Regions from separate parts of the Mus musculus genome. Here all the other regions are linked to region 5. A link is a contact called in public promoter capture Hi-C data. All regions are on one chromosome and are shown on one strand. Each heading gives the region's core, a stretch centred on a gene start, on an enhancer-like site or on the middle of the called end of the contact. The rest is flanking DNA. Distances are from core to core; before and after follow the strand shown.

What was found. Promoter capture Hi-C pulls out the DNA fragments that hold promoters and counts their contacts. Capture Hi-C pulls out chosen DNA fragments and counts their contacts.
Region 1: a promoter capture Hi-C map of liver shows a contact between it and region 5, with 3 times the contacts expected there. The contact joins the promoter of Arg2 here to the promoter of Exd2 in region 5. A contact is called at or near these places in 4 of 39 promoter capture datasets (cranial neural crest, frontonasal cranial neural crest, hippocampal neurons and 1 more) and 1 of 9 other capture datasets (liver).
Region 2: a contact with region 5 is called in a promoter capture Hi-C map of liver, with 9 times the contacts expected there. The contact joins the promoter of Zfyve26 here to the promoter of Exd2 in region 5. A contact is called at or near these places in 18 of 39 promoter capture datasets (the 3T3-L1 cell line, 3T3-L1-derived adipocytes, the C10 cell line and 12 more), 1 of 484 Hi-C or Micro-C datasets (B cells), 9 of 115 datasets of contacts at active chromatin or transcription factors (embryonic limb bud, embryonic stem cells, large pre-B cells and 3 more) and 3 of 9 other capture datasets (adipose tissue, liver and macrophages).
Region 3: a promoter capture Hi-C map of adipose tissue shows a contact between it and region 5, with 2.2 times the contacts expected there. The contact joins the promoter of Eif2s1 here to the promoter of Exd2 in region 5. A contact is called at or near these places in 1 of 39 promoter capture datasets (liver), 1 of 115 datasets of contacts at active chromatin or transcription factors (large pre-B cells) and 1 of 9 other capture datasets (adipose tissue).
Region 4: a promoter capture Hi-C map of adipose tissue shows a contact between it and region 5, with 2.3 times the contacts expected there. The contact joins the promoter of Mpp5 here to the promoter of Exd2 in region 5. A contact is called at or near these places in 1 of 39 promoter capture datasets (pre-B cells) and 1 of 9 other capture datasets (adipose tissue).
Region 6: a contact with region 5 is called in a promoter capture Hi-C map of cranial neural crest. The contact joins the promoter of Pigh here to the promoter of Exd2 in region 5. A contact is called at or near these places in 1 of 39 promoter capture datasets (cranial neural crest) and 1 of 9 other capture datasets (macrophages).

Annotation. Positions count from the first base shown.
Region 1 is chr12:79,129,351-79,132,118 of GRCm38.p6, forward strand. Arg2 (arginase type II) reads left to right here and starts at 1,438. Exons shown (of 8, transcript NM_009705.3): 1 at 1,438-1,630; 2 at 2,491-2,563. The coding sequence starts at 1,520.
Region 2 is chr12:79,294,753-79,297,533 of GRCm38.p6, forward strand. Zfyve26 (zinc finger, FYVE domain containing 26) reads right to left here and starts at 1,530. Exons shown (of 42, transcript NM_001008550.1): 1 at 1,474-1,530; 2 at 725-1,020. The coding sequence starts at 918. It overlaps Rad51b (RAD51 paralog B), which reads left to right and starts at 2,530. Exons shown (of 11, transcript NM_009014.3): 1 at 2,530-2,580.
Region 3 is chr12:78,860,786-78,863,532 of GRCm38.p6, forward strand. It overlaps Eif2s1 (eukaryotic translation initiation factor 2, subunit 1 alpha), which reads left to right and starts at 1,287. Exons shown (of 8, transcript NM_026114.3): 1 at 1,287-1,395. It overlaps Atp6v1d (ATPase, H+ transporting, lysosomal V1 subunit D), which reads right to left and starts at 853. Exons shown (of 9, transcript NM_023721.2): 1 at 634-853. The coding sequence starts at 674.
Region 4 is chr12:78,747,685-78,750,384 of GRCm38.p6, forward strand. Mpp5 (membrane protein, palmitoylated 5 (MAGUK p55 subfamily member 5)) reads left to right here and starts at 1,263. Exons shown (of 15, transcript NM_019579.3): 1 at 1,263-1,422.
Region 5 is chr12:80,461,670-80,464,549 of GRCm38.p6, forward strand. Exd2 (exonuclease 3'-5' domain containing 2) reads left to right here and starts at 1,426. Exons shown (of 9, transcript NM_133798.3): 1 at 1,426-1,611.
Region 6 is chr12:79,088,330-79,091,221 of GRCm38.p6, forward strand. Pigh (phosphatidylinositol glycan anchor biosynthesis, class H) reads right to left here and starts at 1,341. Exons shown (of 4, transcript NM_029988.2): 1 at 1,111-1,341. The coding sequence starts at 1,290. 9230116L04Rik (RIKEN cDNA 9230116L04 gene) reads right to left here. Exons shown (of 3, transcript NR_110486.1): 3 at 376-1,656.

The sequences.
Region 1 (2,768 bases), core at 188-2,687, 1.3 Mb before region 5:
CACCTTTAATCCCAGATGAAAGGCATAGCCCAGATTAAAGGTGTGTTCCTTAACTCGGAGATTCAATCTTCTGGAATCCATAGCCACTACGGCTCAAGATCTTCAAACCAAGATCCAGATAAGGATCTCCAAGCCTCCAGATAAGGGTCACTGGTGAGCCTTCCAATTCCGGATTGTAGTTCATTCCAAATATTGTCAAGTTGACAACCAGGAATAGCCACTACAGCAGGCTACAGAGTCACAGTTAAGAGTACAGTGTTAGACAATCTTGCCACTGTATGAAACACTCAATATGTCCATTTTATCATACTGTAAACTTGTGCTTACAACAAAGAATGCAGATCCTTCTATCTCCCCTAGCTTGCTGTGTCTGTGGAGGCAAGAAGCATCGGATTCCCCAGAAGCTGGGGTTAATGGCTATGCATAAAACTCTGCAAAAACCAGGTCCTCTGCAAGAGCAATGTGTGTCCGTAATTGCAGGGCCATCAGCCACTATTTACTATTAAAACCATGAAAAGCTCCTTGATATTTTTGGATTTGTTTCAGCCTCCTTTTAATTTAGAATGATCAGAATGTGTTGATATAGTTGGCCTCTAGTAACCAGTGCTCTTATTGTTCATGTAAAGAACTGAAAACAGGGGCCCAGAGAGGTAGCTGAACAGTTAAGAGCATCTGTTACTTTTGCTAAGGGCTTGGGTTTGATTCTCAGCACTCACATGGTGGCTCATAAAGGTCTGTAGTAACTCTAGTTCCAGCAAATCCTATATCCACTTCTGACTTCCCTGGGCACCATGAATGTCTGTGGTGCACAAACATATATACAGGCAAAACACTCATACACATTTAAAAAAATCTGAAAAGGAAATAAAATTTTGTTTAAAAAAATTAAAAAAAAAATCTAGAAAGTAATTGCTTGGTAAATTCTAAATTCTCCCCAAAGATCCAAGGTAGGTGAGTTTTTAAAAAGCCAGACTCAAGAGGACACTGATGGGGTAAATGTTTCTAGGATTTTAAGCTTTGAGATAGAAAGCTGCAGATGGATGCTGACTTGGTGTGGGTTAGCAGATGACCCCGGGTGCGGGCAGGCCACGGCCAGTGCCAACTCTTCAGCCGAGATAGCGCCTGGGGCGGGTACATGTGTCAAGTTCTCAAGTTCCACTGAGGTCTCCAACCTGGCAGGGACGCTGCTTCCCGGGAAACCACACAGGTGCCACTCTGATCAGCGGCTTTATGGTATCCGCCTTGGTGGCTTAGGCATCGGGGGCGGGGGGAGCGTGTCCAGGGAAAGAGAGGACAGGTCCAATGGTGACTTAACGGCAGGCGCGTCCCAGGCCCTGGAGAGCTGTAGTCCTCCGAGAAGGTGCGCCGGGGGCTGGTTGGAGGCGTGTCCGAGAGATGCTGACGTCACAGGGCGGTGCGCTCGCCTAGTGAAGCATCGAAGCTGTGGGAGGCTGCACTCACTCGAGGTCCTGAGTTGCACCGAGCCGGTTCTCCTAGGGTAATCCCCTCCCTGCCAATCATGTTCCTGAGGAGCAGCGCCTCCCGTCTCCTCCACGGGCAAATTCCTTGCGTCCTGACGAGATCCGTCCACTCTGTAGCTATAGTCGGAGCCCCTTTCTCTCGGGGACAGGTGAGAGCTGCGACCCGAGCTGACGGGACACTAAGCCTAGAGAGTTTCTTGGGGCCAGGAGGGAGGAGGGGGGAAAAAACGGGGGGAAGAGCTCGCGGGATCCCATGGCGGGTACGTGGAGCGCACGTTGGGTTTTCCTGGACCCAGATGGAGATGAGGGACTGATGGAAGGCAAGGGGGTGAGAGAGGGCACTGGGCATCGAGAGGGAGGGAAGTGGGCATCGAGAAGCGAGCATCTGCGGCCTCCAGGACGACGGAGAGTGGGCATTTCCAGCTTTGGGGTGATGACAGGAAGGAAAAGAGAGAGGATTCCATGGAGGAGCTGGAGAAGGCAAAACCGGGATCGTTGAGAAATTGTCGGAGAGGAGGTTAGAGACGGTGACCGGGGATTAAGGCAGGCTTCAGGTTCTATTCTTGCAGAAAGAGCATTAACCTGGAAAGAAATTGATGTCGGTCTCTGCAACTGCGGGAGGGACGAAGGGGCTTTGTTCTGCCTTCAATGAAAGGAACCTGCTGTCGCGGAGGGCGCACTCACTGATGGGGAAGCTAGGTGCCGCGTTCTGCCAGATACAGGTACCGGATCAAAGCTCACTGAGCCCTTTCCTGATCCGAGACTTTCCTGGTCTGGCTCTCAGTGAGGGACTCAGAAGGTTGATTTGCTTTCAAGAACAGAATCTTCCCTCCGCCCATTAAGCATTTAGTGAAACGATCAGCCTTCTACAGTAGAAGTTTTGATGCTGTGAAAGGTTTGCAGAGGAGTCTTTTAGGAGCTCCGGGTAGCAGCAGAGATTTCTGTGTCAAAGTGTTTCTGCTCCTTTCCTCACCTTCTCTTATGTCTGTGGGGTTTGTATGATTCACAGAAGAAGCTAGGAGTGGAATATGGTCCAGCTGCCATTCGAGAAGCTGGCTTGCTGAAGAGGCTCTCCAGGTTGGGTAAGTGGTTGGATTTCTGTGTTTGTTCCGGAAGGGGAAAAAACCTGTTCAGAATCTCATCTCTTCTATCCTGATCCTGTGGTAGCAGCTTGGCACCTGTAATTTGTTCCCATCTGGTATCCTTTGGATTCCTTCTGCAGATAAACATCTATCAGGGAATCTTCAGAGGAAGTCTTCTTGCAGATAGTGTTGGGGAAAGTGAAGC
Region 2 (2,781 bases), core at 280-2,779, 1.2 Mb before region 5:
AACTGCATAGTTTTTTTTTTTTATAGTAATGCACTTTTCCTGGTTTTGCTGCTTTAGCACACACAGCTGGAATGAGATGTCACAACTGGGGAAGCTGGAAAAAGCTTGTGCCAACTCTATTGTACTTCAGCCTTTTGTGGGTCTATGATTATTTCACAATAAAACATTTTAAGTCAATGCATTTTCAACTCTTTGTCAGAGCAACACCATCATCAGTCTCGTAAGCAAGAGGAATGAACAGGGTTTGTCTTTTGGAGACAAAATGCAGTTAAGCCATCTTCTATGGATAATAAACAAGAAATGATATTCAGGATCCTTTTGGTAGTCAGGCTTAAACTCAGCTGCAGAGCATAATTCATGGCCATTGGAGTACATTAGATGTAAAATACATTACACAGATAAAACATCAGAATATTGAAATGTGTTCCCCGTCTGCTAACTTTTTAAGATAGTAGCTGACTGGGGGGCCATAAAGACTAGAGTACAGCCGGGCGTGGTGGTGTACACCTTTAATCCCAGCATTCGGGAGTCAGAGGCAGGTGGATTTCGAGGCCAGCCTGGTCTACAAAGTGAGTTCCAGGACAGCCAGGGCTATACAGAGAAACCCTGTCTCGAAAACCTACACACACACACACACACACACACACACACACACAGACTAGAGTACAAACACTGAACCACTATCTTCCTCTCTTAGATCCTGGTAGGAGCGGGGATCGCTTACCTTAGCAGAATGGGACACTGCACCAGCGCCTGTAGTATGTCCTCCACCTTTTGGGGGATCTCTCCTTGTCCCCGGTGTAGTTGAGGTACACATGCTTGTGCCAACTCCCAGTCTCCCCTCCGCAGGCACTCACAGAAAAACTCAAAAAGTTCCTCCTCTGTAGCGGTTTCCTCTTTCCCAAATGGGTAACTCATTTTCCCAGCACAGAGTGCAGGTAGATAGAAAATAGAGGCGTTACGCGAAATACATTCTCAATTTTCTCATCCGTGAAGTACCCCCTAGAAACACCACACGAGCTGAGAAGAAACGAAACTTTAGATGAACCACCAGCTGCTGGCCCGAAAAGAAACGGCAGAACTTACTTTTCTAATGACTGTTTTGGGTTTAATTTGACCTGTTACTATCTCTTTTTGAGAGCCGTCTCTTTCTCTAAGGGGTGTACCTCATCTTCTACCGCAGACCTCACATATAACAATCTTAATATTTTTGCTAGCCTGGGGTGCAGACACATACATTTACTTCCGCATTCCCTCCTGAACATTTTGTCAGGCTACAAATCTCTAGGTTGGTGGATGCCTTGGTAAGGATGAAAACTCCCTTGGTTAGAGCCTTCTGTTAAGACAGAGGCTAAAGATTAGGGGATCAATCTGGGACTGAACTGTGGAGCCGGGAGGCTGGGGGACAGGGATGCTCCCCCTAGCGGGGTCGTGGACAGCACCCTCGCAATCTTCCCTGCGCCTTACACTCACCTGCTCCGGGAGTCGAATGCATTTTCCCGTCCAGAGCAGCCATGTTTGATCCCGGTCAGGTGACAAGTCCCATTGCGAAGAGTGGTGGAACGGGCGGCGATGACGAAAGAGAGCGCCACTCTTATTGGCTCAGGAGAAGCAAGATGCAAATCAAGTGCCGTGTTTGTTTGAATCACGTGATGCCACCTGATTGCTACGGGGACTCTAAGGAAGAGTTAGATCCGCTAGCTACAGGACTGAGGACTCTCCCTAATTATGATTGCTCCTTCTCGCAACATCCACAGTTATTCATTTCGGGGGAGCTGGGGCCAGGAATATCTGTGTTCCACGCTCCGTACCCGCCACTGTTTTGTTTTGTTTTTGATGTCAACATTTTCTCCGTGCCAACCAGTGATAGATGATAGGTTAGCCACAGGAATTCTGGATCTTCCTGTATCATTATTCTATCTAATTCTATCGTGTGTATATCATATATAATTATATATCCATCGAAAGACTGAGGTCGGTACAAAGGAGTTGCAAACGAAAACAAAGAGTGAGCAAAGGCTTTTCACAAATCATGTAATCAAGTCAGTTCTTAAGTTTATTAGTTTTTCTTAACGCAGCTGTTTTAAATACGAAACCTACTTGACTTCTTTTATTTTTTCAACTAAACTGAGTGGTTCTTTTTCAATGTATTTTAGTTTGAGACGCTTTAGTTAGTATTTCCCGGACATTTTCACCATCTAAATGTGTTGAACAGTGCAAAGGAAACACAAAACTCTCATCCCAAAACGGGAATAGGGCATATTGCCCACCCTTTTTCCAACCCCTCAGCCCCCCAAAAGAACCTTCTCTGGCCCAGGAAATAACTTTAAAATGCGATTCACTGAGGAAAAGAATTTCCAGTCAGGGTTTTCCCTCCTCTACATTCGTCTTGAAAGGTTCCGCTCCTCGATTTAAGCAATCACTACAAAGGAAAAATTTAATTAGATTAACCTTCGAGACTGAACTACAATTCCCAAAATACAGCTGGGCTAACCCGAGATTTTCCTGCTTCTGATTGGATAAGTCGCCAGAGTACCAACCAACCAGAGCCCCAGATGTTGCTGCTCGCACTTTTCGCGGGTAATTGTGTGAGGGTGGGGGAAACTTTGAAAGTTCCACGCTGCTGACCTGGTACTGGAGTTTTCTGAGGGGGCAGTTGTGGGGAGGAAGGTGTGTTCATTATCTTGTGCTCCCTCTTGGAGCCTGTGGCTGTTGATACCGGGGTCGCGGAGAGTCCTGCGTGTTGAGCACGTACTCTGTAACGGGGCTCGTCCCTGGAAC
Region 3 (2,747 bases), core at 37-2,536, 1.6 Mb before region 5:
ATAAATACCCGCGTGACAGTGTCATGAGTGACACTTGCTAGACGTAAAGAGTGCAGTCATCACAGGGCTATAGGAATACCTCAGAAATGCAGGGATATCTTCCCACAGCAAATAACACTTGACGGGATCCAAGACTGAAACCTACAGCTGCGAGAGGGTGACACATTCAATGTCACTTTGGCTGAGGGGCCTTCTAGCTGCTTCCCTGTCACATAACTTCCCGTCTGGGAGCTTTGGTCAGACCTCAGCGTCTACATCTCAATCCTCAGCAATGATGAGCCCTGGGAGGTAGAGATGGCGCCGACGGCTCAGTTATGTAAACTCCGTGTGTGGCTCAAAGGGTGTGCGGAATGAGTGAGTAAAGGCATCGACCTCCAAAAGCTGCCAGCAGGTGAACCCCCTTTTCCTGTGGACTGGAACCACTTTCTCCGGCCTCTTCTCTCAGAAACAGCAGGGGAGGGGAGCGTTGGAAAGAAACCTCGCTCGGAACTCAGAGGAAACGAAGACCCTGGGGAAAGCTCAAGGAGCGACCCAGAAACCAAGGAACCTTGCTGGTGGCCAAGGGTACGCAGGAATGCGCGCCGGGAAGATGTGCCTGAACACGGTTGTCGCTTGTCCTAGTCTTTAACTTACATTCGCGAAGGGAAGATTTCAATCCGGTCTTTGCCCGACATCCTGACGGTGACTCGGCTCGGGCCCCCCGGCGAGACAATCGGGACCGCAACACCTCCAGAACCGGTTACCCCAGTGCCCGCCTCCACGGGAGTCAGCTGACCGGGTCACTTGACAACTGCGTTGCTAAGAGGCAACCAGGAAACCGGTTCCCACTTCCGGTTCCTGTTGGGCGAGGACTGAGGGAGGGGGAGGAGACGGAATGCCCGGATGTGGAAGCGCGCACAGTCCGGAATTCCGGGTCTCTCCACCGCCCCTCCCTCCGGCGAGTCGCCGGCACCCAGCACGCTCTGAGGGATGGGTCAGGAGAGGATCACGCTCCTCCTCTTCCTCGGCTTTCCGCCATTCGTCACAGCGCCCTCTCTTGGTTGACTAAAACTTAAAGCGATCATCCTGGAGCAAGAAACAGAAACTTACCTCTCCTTTAAACCTAGCAAGTTCCCTCCGCAAAAAAATCTATAAATACCAGGGGCAGTGACTCTTCAGCTCGTCCCTTGGTTCACACCGCCCATATTAGGAGGACCAAGACTCTATGGTTAGTGGCAACGAAGGATCCTTTTCTGTCGGCGCCTGCGCAGTGAGAGGTGGCTCCGCATGCGCGCTGGGTTGGGCGAAGCGCACGCTGAGGAGCTTCGGCGTCCGGGGTTGGTGTTCCGAGTCTCCTCGTTGCCACTAAGCAGCACGGCGTGGGACCCTACTTCGGGATTCACACATCCACTTCAGGTGACCGGCCCCGCAGCTTGCTCTCCCCGAGGATTCGCCTTGGTTTTGTCCAGTGCGGCTAGGCCCCGGGCTACCCCCCCTTTCCCGTTCTTGCGCGGGAAGTGTCTGGACCCCGTCGCCACCGCCCGCTGGTGATTTCCTGCGCCCTCTCGCCAGCCGGTGTCTGCTCCTGCGAGCCAGAAACGTGGCTGGACGGGCGGAGGAACCCCTGAAGGAACGTGGGCCAAGTAGATTTTTACAGCCTCCTTAAAGATGTCTTGTGGTGGGGAGGCCTCTGGAGAACCCTCGACTCCAGTCCCACTCCTAGTTCAAGACGATTGCTTTTACCGGACCGGAGAATTTGGGCTTTTTTTTTTTTTCTTTCTTTTATCCTTCTTTTCAGCCCCAAGATACTGCCAAAACTTTTCTCTCTGTGGAGACTGAACTTTTCGCCAAAGAAACAATAGGATAAACCACCATATTTAAGTTAAAAAAAAGTCCAAAATGGAACTATTAGTGTTGAGGTCGTTAAGTTTTCGCTCTAGCTGTGCATTTCTGTATGAGTGAATTCCTGGAATTTAAAATCAGCTGTTGAAGTTATTTGCCCTGTTTGGGTAACTGCGAAAATAAAACTGGAGTTTTGTAATTATGGACGCTGAAAGCGTAAAACTTTAGAGTTAAGTGTGTACTCGCATTGGGGCTCTTAAACACCCCCTTATATTTAGGATGCTTTAATTTCCACTAAGGAACAAACATTGTTTCTTGAAGAAAGGGTACATCAGAAAAGTCTTGATTTTTCTCCTCCTCAAGTTGTTGTTAAAGAGGTGGAGACCCTCGACAGTTCATCAAAAATGTCAGTTATGAAATTGTAGTGCTTTTTCTGTGCCTATGATGCCAGATGGTGGGCCCTGATTCTCAAAAGACTTAGTTGTACTAGTAAACTTTAGAGCTGAACAGCGTTTTCCCAGCGTGGTACATTTTATTTTGGAATGTTCATTGCCCATATCTGCTATGGTGACATGACAATGTACCGACTCTAGAAGTTAACAGGGGCAAAATACTAATAATGCAAGGTATTTGAAACTAGCTTTGAAGTGTGTTTTTGTTTGTTTACATCAGAACACATACAGTCTGTATGGCATTAACTACAGAAGTGGGATCCCTTGTGAGAGGTGTGAGGTACACATATCTTTAATCCCAGCACTGAAAATGCTTGAGGCCAGCCAGAGCTGCACAGTGAAACCCTGTCTCTAAAGGGGGGGTGGGAGAGCCCTTAACATTGTCATACTGTGTGTGATACAGGGAAACTTTGTGGATATCAGATTTTGTGTTAAAGACTTGAGTTTAGTTCTTGTTTTTAGTGTATATTATGT
Region 4 (2,700 bases), core at 13-2,512, 1.7 Mb before region 5:
CTTTGTGAAGATGAACTAAGCAGACAGTTCAGTTACATATATTTGGAAGTTGTCCGTCTGTACTCAAAGTCCACTGAGGTATGTTTGACAGAAGGAAAGAGGTCTTTAGTGGTATGTAAAAAAGTCCTGTCCTTGGCTCTGCCTTACTAACACCAATAAACAACGTTAAGTACTTAATAAAATGTCAGTAAGATTTGAATTTGATGATCCAGGAAGAGAAGGATTTCGCCCTCCCCCCACCCCCCAAAAAAAGTTGTGCTTACTTCAGAGGGCATAGTATTCCTTGGGGACACTAACAACCCATAAGAGGAAAAAGGTAGGTAGGAGCCTGGGTATATTGGGAATGGTGCTTAAAAACCACGGTGGGAGGAAATAAAGACATGATTAATTGCATATACGAAGGCACAGAGGGACAGTTGTCTACGACATGTGCCCCTGAGAAAACTCAACAGGCTGAAGCAATGGATTTAGGTCCAGCAGAAGAGGTTTCTACATAGAACATATTTCTGTTTGCTCCAAATCCAGTTCCTCGCGCACACTTTCATAGCACTTTCCGTGCCCACCCTTCCCAGATGGTGGCATAGGTGTGTCCTGACAGCATGGACTCGCGCTGGGACTAGCCTAAGTAACTCCCAATCCTCTCCGGAGAATTCTGTGACAACTGTGGCCTTTGACATCCTTCCTGGTTTTCAGAAAGGAGTCGTCTGTGGAATCAGGGAATTGTGTGGAACTTTATACACAACCAGGTGTTGGCGTCACGGTTGTTTTGAGCATTAGCATTTTTGATGTGCCTGACAGGACAACAGGGGTCTCTTCCAAGGGAATCGGATTTTTCTCAGGAGATGACCGCTTCCCAGGCCCCGTCGAGCCTTAGCGGCTTCCGAGTCCGTCTCAGGGAAGCACGGCGACCCCACACAGAGGCGAGGAGGTGGGCTGAGGCAGCGAAGCGACTCAGCGGTTAGAACGAACGCTTCGCAGTTCGAGGCGGGTGAGTGCGCGCGGCCGAGCCCCCGGGAGGCGGGGGGGGGGAAGAGCGGACCAATCAGCGGGCCCTCTCCCCACGCGCGCTCAGGATTGGACGATCCGTTCCAGCCTCTCTCCGGGCCGTGGGCGGGCCGCGCCAGGAACGGCCTGGGATAGGCGCGCCCGCTGCGCCAGCGTCCCAGGGGCGCGTGCGCGGTCTCGCGTCAGCCGCGGGGGCCGGTCTCGCGCGGCCTCGAGGAGGAGTTGCTGGCGACGGCGGCGACGGAGGAGGCTGGCGGTGAGGAGGGGGCGGGGACTGGAGACTCCGAGGTGGGAGGAATCGGGAGTTTCTGGATTCTTTATCCAGTGTTTTGAGGGCCGCCAGACGGAGGGCTGTTGCTTGGGCTGCGTTGAGGAGCGAGGGAGGGAGAGAGGATCGGCGGCCGCCGGGGCTTGGAGGTAAGGGGCGGACCCGCAGCGCCCGGGCTGTGGCGATCTTAATCAACAGGTTCCCGGGAGCGCGGCGGGGGAGGGGCGGCGGGGCTCGCACCCCCTCCCAGACCCGCCGCACCGCCAGGGTTCCCTGGGGAGAGCCCCAGGCTGAGCCGGGCGCCGCGGTGGCAGCCCAACCTTTGTCCCTCGGAGGGACGCTCCCCGCGCGATGCCGGTTGGTTCCCTGGGCCGGGGGGTGGGGGTGGGGGGGACGCACCTTGGCGCGGTGGCGGGCCACCCCGCCGGACTTGCCGGGGGCACGGCAGGGAGTCGTCTCGCTGCGCCCAGGCCCGGAGTTCGCGAGTCTCTGGGACTCTTCCCTCACCCCACCCCTGGCCGGATCGGGGAACCAGCCTGGGAAACACTTTCCCGTGGAAGACGGAATGCAGCCAGCGTTCCGGTGCCTGAGTCAGCCCCTGGTGTTCTGCTACTCATTGCGTTCTGCGGATAAACAGTTCCTGCTTCCTTGTGACCACTGCTAAAGAGTAGTGCGTTCTCAGAACTTAGACGGAGATTGTCCGGTGAACTTTGAAGCCTGTAAATGCTTGGTAGAGCTACTTTCAATGAATGCCGCTCGGAACGATCCTTATTGTAAATTACGTAACTGACTAAGGATAGCTCTCTCCTTCTGTCCAGCTGACTGACACACAGTAATGTGTGTGGAATTTAGATTCGGCCGAAAAGTTTTCCATGACACTTTACTCTAAAATGAATGCAGCACCTACGAGGGTTTTTACTTAGTGTGTTGTGTCTAATTTAGAGTTTCAAGAGTTTAAATTCTGAAAGCCAGTGTAGCAAGAATTCTAAAGTTTTGATTTAGCGGATAAGGTGGAAGGTATTTCTGGTTTTAATAAGGCACTGTAATGTTTTAATGATACTATTCTAATTATCCTTTTAAATTATGCCAGAAATTAATAACTTGTTAACTTTTGCAACAGTAACAAATTATGTGGTGTGCTGGTGTCTTTGAAGTATAGGTATTGGTGGGAATGAACACTATCCTTTCTTGACGAGCTGTTTCTATAGTATTTCTGTGGACACGATTTCTTGTTTTAAAGATCATTCTAAACTGTAATAGCAGGCTTACATTAAAATTTAAAGAGCTTTATAAGTAAAAAAGACAAAGATATCAAAAGAGATTCATAATCTTTTTTTTTGGGGGGGGGGCGTCGAGAAAGGGTTTCTCTGTATAGCCCTGGCTGTCCTGGAACTCACTTTGTAGACCAGGCTGGCCTCGAACTCAGA
Region 5 (2,880 bases), core at 176-2,675:
TTTAACCTGTGGGTTGTTCAGTGACTTATCCCTTTGTGTGATGTGTGAGAATAGCACCATGTCTGAGAGGATTTTATAGAGTTCTAAAATTATTATGGGCATTTCCCTCAAATTTCTGTATCTTCAAAAGATGTCCTCTCACTTCTCACATTGTATGTGTGTGTGCTCAAGTGCTACTGTGGATGTTTCCAACCAGCCTCTAAGCTTCTTGAGTGGACAGAAAAAGATGAAAATTTATAAACAAAACAAAACTCCTTCCTTTTTGAGATAGCGTTTCGTGTAACCCAGGCTTACCTCAAATTTATCATTGTAGCCTGAGGTCTAGATCCCCACCACTGCATAAACGGGGTGTGGTGGCCCAAGCCTGCCTGTAATCCTAACACTTGGGAGATGGAAGCTGGAAGATCAGGAATCTAAGGTCACCTTTGCTCACATTTTGAGAGTTGAGAGCCAGATTGTGCTACACAACACCCTGCTTTAACCCCCTTAAAAAAAAAATCAATCCTGAATGAATGGTTTCATATATAGACAATATTGTGGTTGTTATGAGGATATAGGGACCAGGAGAGATGACAACAGTAAAGAGCACTGGTTGCTCTTCTGGAGGACCCAGGTTCAATTAACAGCCCCCACACAATAGCTCAACACTTTCTATAATTTTTTTTCCTTTTCTTTTCTTTCTTTCTTTTTTTTTTTTTTGGTTTTTTGAGACAGGGTTTCTCTGTGTAGCTCTGGCTGTTCTGGAACTCACTCTGTAGACCAGGCTGGCCTCGAACTCAGAAATCCACGCCGGCTCTATAAATCTTTTCCAGGGGCTCAACGCCCTCTTCTGGCATCTTCAGACATGTACGAGAGGGGAGAGGGAGAGAGGGAGAGGGAGGGAGAGAGAGGGAGATGGGGAGAGGGGAGAGAGAGAGAGAGAGAGAGAGAGAGAGAGAGAGAGAGAGAGAGAGGGAGAGAGAGAGAGAGAGAGAGAGAGAGAGAGAGAGAGAGAGAGAGAGAGAGAGAGAGAGAGAGAGAGAGAGATTAATGGCTATAATATATAACGCGAATGAAGAGCACATTCTGTAAACAGTTTCCTTATTTTCCCGCTCGAATATAAGAAAATTAATGGGGGTGGGTGGGTATGGGGGACTTTTGGTATAGCATTGGAAATGTAAATGAGCTAAATACCTAATAAAAAAATGGAAAAAAAATAAGAAAATTAATGTAGTGGAGAAACGCTACCCTGGGTAAAAGAGAAAAAATGTCCTGTGTTGCATTTGTGAGCGAAAGTTCAATAGGCTTCTTCCTTCAAAGCCAAAACCAAAAGACGAAGCGGCATCTCAGAAAACACCACTTTTCTGAAGACATTAAGTCTTCGCAATTATAACCCTCCTTCCCCATCCTTTAACCGAGAACCTGGGGAGGAAATGCTGCCCTAGCGGCTTCCGTACAAAATGGCGCGGCCCATAGGCACACACCACGGGGGTTGTATCCTCCTGGCCAGCCACTGGGCCGGAAGTGGCTACGGCTTTTATGCATCCGGGTGGGTGCGCCCAGACCGCCGCGGGGGTTCCAGCTTGTCAGCGTGGGGTGCCGCAGGTGTTCGGTCGAGGCTGGAGGCCGCAGGTAAGGGAAGCTCGGGTTGGCAAAGTCCTCTCTGGGGTTGTGTGGCAGGCAGAGGGGTTTCCAGCGCGGCTCGAGAGGGTGGTGATGCTGAAGGGACCACTTTGCGCGTGGGCGACTGTTGGGCTGCAGAGGTGCCCAGGCGTTGTTGGCACTGCCCCTCTCCCCGCCCTGAGGCGCGGCCTCTTGGCCCCTCACTCTCGGTGTGGGCGGTTGAGCCCTCAGGTTCGGGGAGGACTCGTCCCGCCATTGGTCCCCAAGCCTTCCCGGGCCGCCCCTTTCCATCCGCCCGTCTCCTCGTCAGGAGCATCCACCAACCCTTCAAGGCTTTCTGACCTCGTCAGTTAAAAAGCAGCCCCCGCCGGGGTTCCTCCGGGCTTCGGGGGACCCGCCCCACCCGGGACCTGCGGGGCCACATCGCTCGCCGCCCGTCGATTTGCTGGGCACCACCTCTGGCTTTGGCTTTTCACCTTTGGCTTTGGCTTTTTTTTTTTGGCGGGGCAGATCAAACTAGAACTTTAAATCTTATTTATTAAAAATGGACAGCTGTTCACCAAAATTCAGACAACTCAAGTATTTATAAGCTTTGGTACACGATTGGACGCAAATTCCCTTATGTAACCATTCCTTAGAAACACAGAACTGTTTTGTTTTTAGTAACTTTTTTTTCTTTTTTTCTTTTTTTTTTTTTCTTTTTTAAAGAACTGGAGTAGTGGGGAGGGGGAGGGTCTCTCGCTATGTAGCCCTTTCTGGCCTGGAACTCAGGGATCTGTTGGCCTCTGCCAAGTGCTGGGATTAAGTCAAGATTTATTTTTGTTTATGTGTGTGCGTTATTTGGAGCCGGAGTTGCAGCCGCCTGTGAGCTGCCTGGTGGGAGGGAGTGTGCTAGGAGCTGAATTTGCGTCCTCTGGAAAAGTAGCTGGTGCTGTTGAATTATTTTGTTGAAAATACATCTTTTTCTCTTCACATAATATATTCCGACTGTGGTATCCACTTCCTCCACCCCTTCCAGTTCCTCCCCACCTCCCTTCCCATCCGAATCCACTCCCTTTCTGTCTCAATTAGAAAACAAACAGGCTTCTAAGGGGTTATAATAAAATCGAACAAAATAAAATATAAGCTAAATAAAACCATCAAATCAAAATTGGACAAGACAAACAGCAAAGACACCAAGAGAAGACATACGAGTCAGAGACCTGCTTGTTTGAATCCTCAGGGATCCCATAAAAACACTAAACTGGAAGCTGTAACTTAGTGGAGGACCTGTTGAAC
Region 6 (2,892 bases), core at 91-2,590, 1.4 Mb before region 5:
TTATTGTGCAGAGGTCAGAGGACAATTTTTTTGAATCCATTCTTCCCTCCCATCATGTGGGTTCTGGGGATTCGGCTTAGGTGGTCAGGTTTGGCATTAGGTGGTCAGGTTTGGCATTAGGTGGTCAGGTTTGGCAGTCGCTGCAGTCATCTGATGAGCCATTCATTCCCCAGACCCTCAGTGAGGGGACTTAACTTCATCTATGAAAATCTGTGCAAATTATGATGCTCTGCCACACACTTTGATAGCATAAATGTGATTGAACCAGGTATGATGACACACACCTTTGATCCTAACCCTAGGGAGGCAGAGGCAGGCTCCACATAGAGCCTTCCAGTCCAGACAAAGTAAGAATAATAATAATAGCAAAAGAATAGAAAAAAGCTAAGGGATGTTTTAATACAAACAATATGAAAATTGCAGAAATAAACAGTTCTGGTGTACTGGCTCTATTAAGATCACTCCTGGAATAATATATTCATTTTAGGGCTATACAGGGAGTTAAAACAGAACAGAACATCCTGAACAAAGGCCAATCGGATGACTCTTTTTGCTTGGGAACTGTCACAAAATAATAGCAGTTGACCTTCGCAATATTTTGAACCATTAATTTCAACTTAGAGATGTTAAAAATGAGGCTCGGGGGGAAAAAAGATTAGAAAGTCTGAAAACTGAGCATAGAAAACCCTCGTGTCTTAGACCTGGCAACACTTTAGAAAATGCACTTAAACTGGGGAAGGGTTGGGAGAGGGGATGGTAGTTGACCTGGCCTTGAGAAACAGATATTAGGTGGAGATTCTGTACTGCACAGTTGTGGAGGCAAAAACTTTTCTGTAATTCTGTCGCACGCCTGCTATCCGTTGGCTTTGGTACCCAGTAAGTGATGCGGGAGGATGCACTGAGTTCTCTGAGGAGGTTATGTTCCATGAATGAGCAGGGCAAGTAGGTCCACTGTGGTAGAACGTCCAGAAGCACAAACTTCTCGGGGAGGGAGGGCAGTCCTGCCGTGGAACGGCGACCCTGATCCAGGGAGTCCCCACCCTCCCGGACCCACGGGTCAGCCCCGAGACCTCTCCAAGCTGCCTGCGCCGGCCGAGCGCCCGCCTTTACCTCGCACAGGGTGAAGAGCCCGTAGGCCGCCAGCCACACCGCGCAGGTGACCGCGGTGAGCGAGCACAGCGACAGCCGAGCCGAGCTGAGGCCGAACTCGCGGCAGTACGGTGAGTAGTAGCGGCACCGCAGGGCTAGGCGGCCGCCGCAGATATCGGAGAAGCTCTTCTCGTCCTCCATGGCCGCACACACCTGAATGTCGCGCCGCTCTAGCCCACCCGGAGGCTCGAAGTCTCGTTGGCTCCCGACCATCCCGGAAGCGGCTGAGCCCTGCCTGTCCGCGCAGCCGTAGTCGCTCACTGAGAGCAGGGCTGGGACTTGCAGCAAGTTCTCCCAGTTTATCCTTAGCCCAAACTCCCCAGAACCGCGGCACCAGTTTTGGGCAGATTAAGATCTCTGTTCATTTGACTGACTCATTTATATTGTTACGCCAGAAAGACTCCCCCAAAATGGTCTGCAGGTGTAACCATTCATTCATTCATTCATTCATTTCCCTGCGAAGGGATTTTAGGTACTGAAGATTTCTGTCTCTACATAGCTTCTTTCCTAGTAGGAAAAAAAAAAAAAAATAGACGTAACTTAAGTAGTGTTATTGACAAAAATGTTCAGACTAGTAGAAGGTCTGGGCAGCTTTAAGTAAAGGTCTTAAAGGTCTTCGCCATTAAACCTACAAGGGCCACACTGTTCTGTGGGGAGTTGGGGTGGAGGTGGGGGTAGTCTCCAGAAAGAAGGACCAGGAAAAAACAAAGTTGGAGGCTGGAATGGGTTTCAGTCACAGGAATCAAAAAACTAGCAAGGCTAGGATGCATGGGAAGAGAAGGTAGGCTTTGAGTTGGGCAGATGGCTCAGCTGCTAAAGAGTATATTAATCCAAAAAAAAAAAAAAAACGAGAGGAGAAAGACCGCCACCCAAATCATCATGACCAAATTAATTAAAGCAAGCTTTAAAAATTCACATACACGGGCTGCCTCCTCCTGAGATGGGGTTCAGCTTTGGATGTGAAGGCAGGCTTTTATAGCTCAGGGATAGGAAGGTTTCCAAATGAGGGGTTTGTCTGTCAAAATATAGTTATAGGAGCAGCACACAAGCATAGCAAGTAAGTCCCTCTGGAACAGAGACACAAGGTTGCAAAGATGGGCCTAACAAGGTAGCTATATAACCCTTTGAAGCAAAGGTCAGGTTGCAAGATGACTATAAACAACTTTTTGAAACAAAGACGTGATTGCATTCTTGGAACAAGCAGTACAGAACCATTTGTAGTTAAGGTCACAGGTGGGGCATAGCTCAATCCTTGAAAAACAGGTTTACTCATAAACAAGAATGAACCTAGATTGTCTTCACTGTAAGATGACTTTCAAGCCTAATATGGAAGCAGGCTGGTTCTTCAAGTACTTATCACTAGGGAAAGGTAACTGGGGGAGCCACTAATAGATGCTGTTTGCCAACCATATATTTGCATGGATGGAGCACTACTGTGGCAGTGCACAGACAATCATACTTCTGATGATGTAATTATTTCCACTGTTTTGAATTTATTCTTAGAACTTGAGTCACTATAAATATGAATAATGGAGAAACAAATGTAATTGAATAATCCCACTGAGGACTCCACAGGCTCAGGCTGGGCTCTTCAAAGCTTTTCTGTGGAGCTCTTGCTTTAGGATTTGCTTACACTTGGATTTCGTAGTTCTAAGACTACTGTGTTATGAGCCTCCCAGGGGCCCTGCAGGGAAAGCAACCAGCCTCCGAGGCTGACGACTTCAGTTCGAGTCATGGGATCCA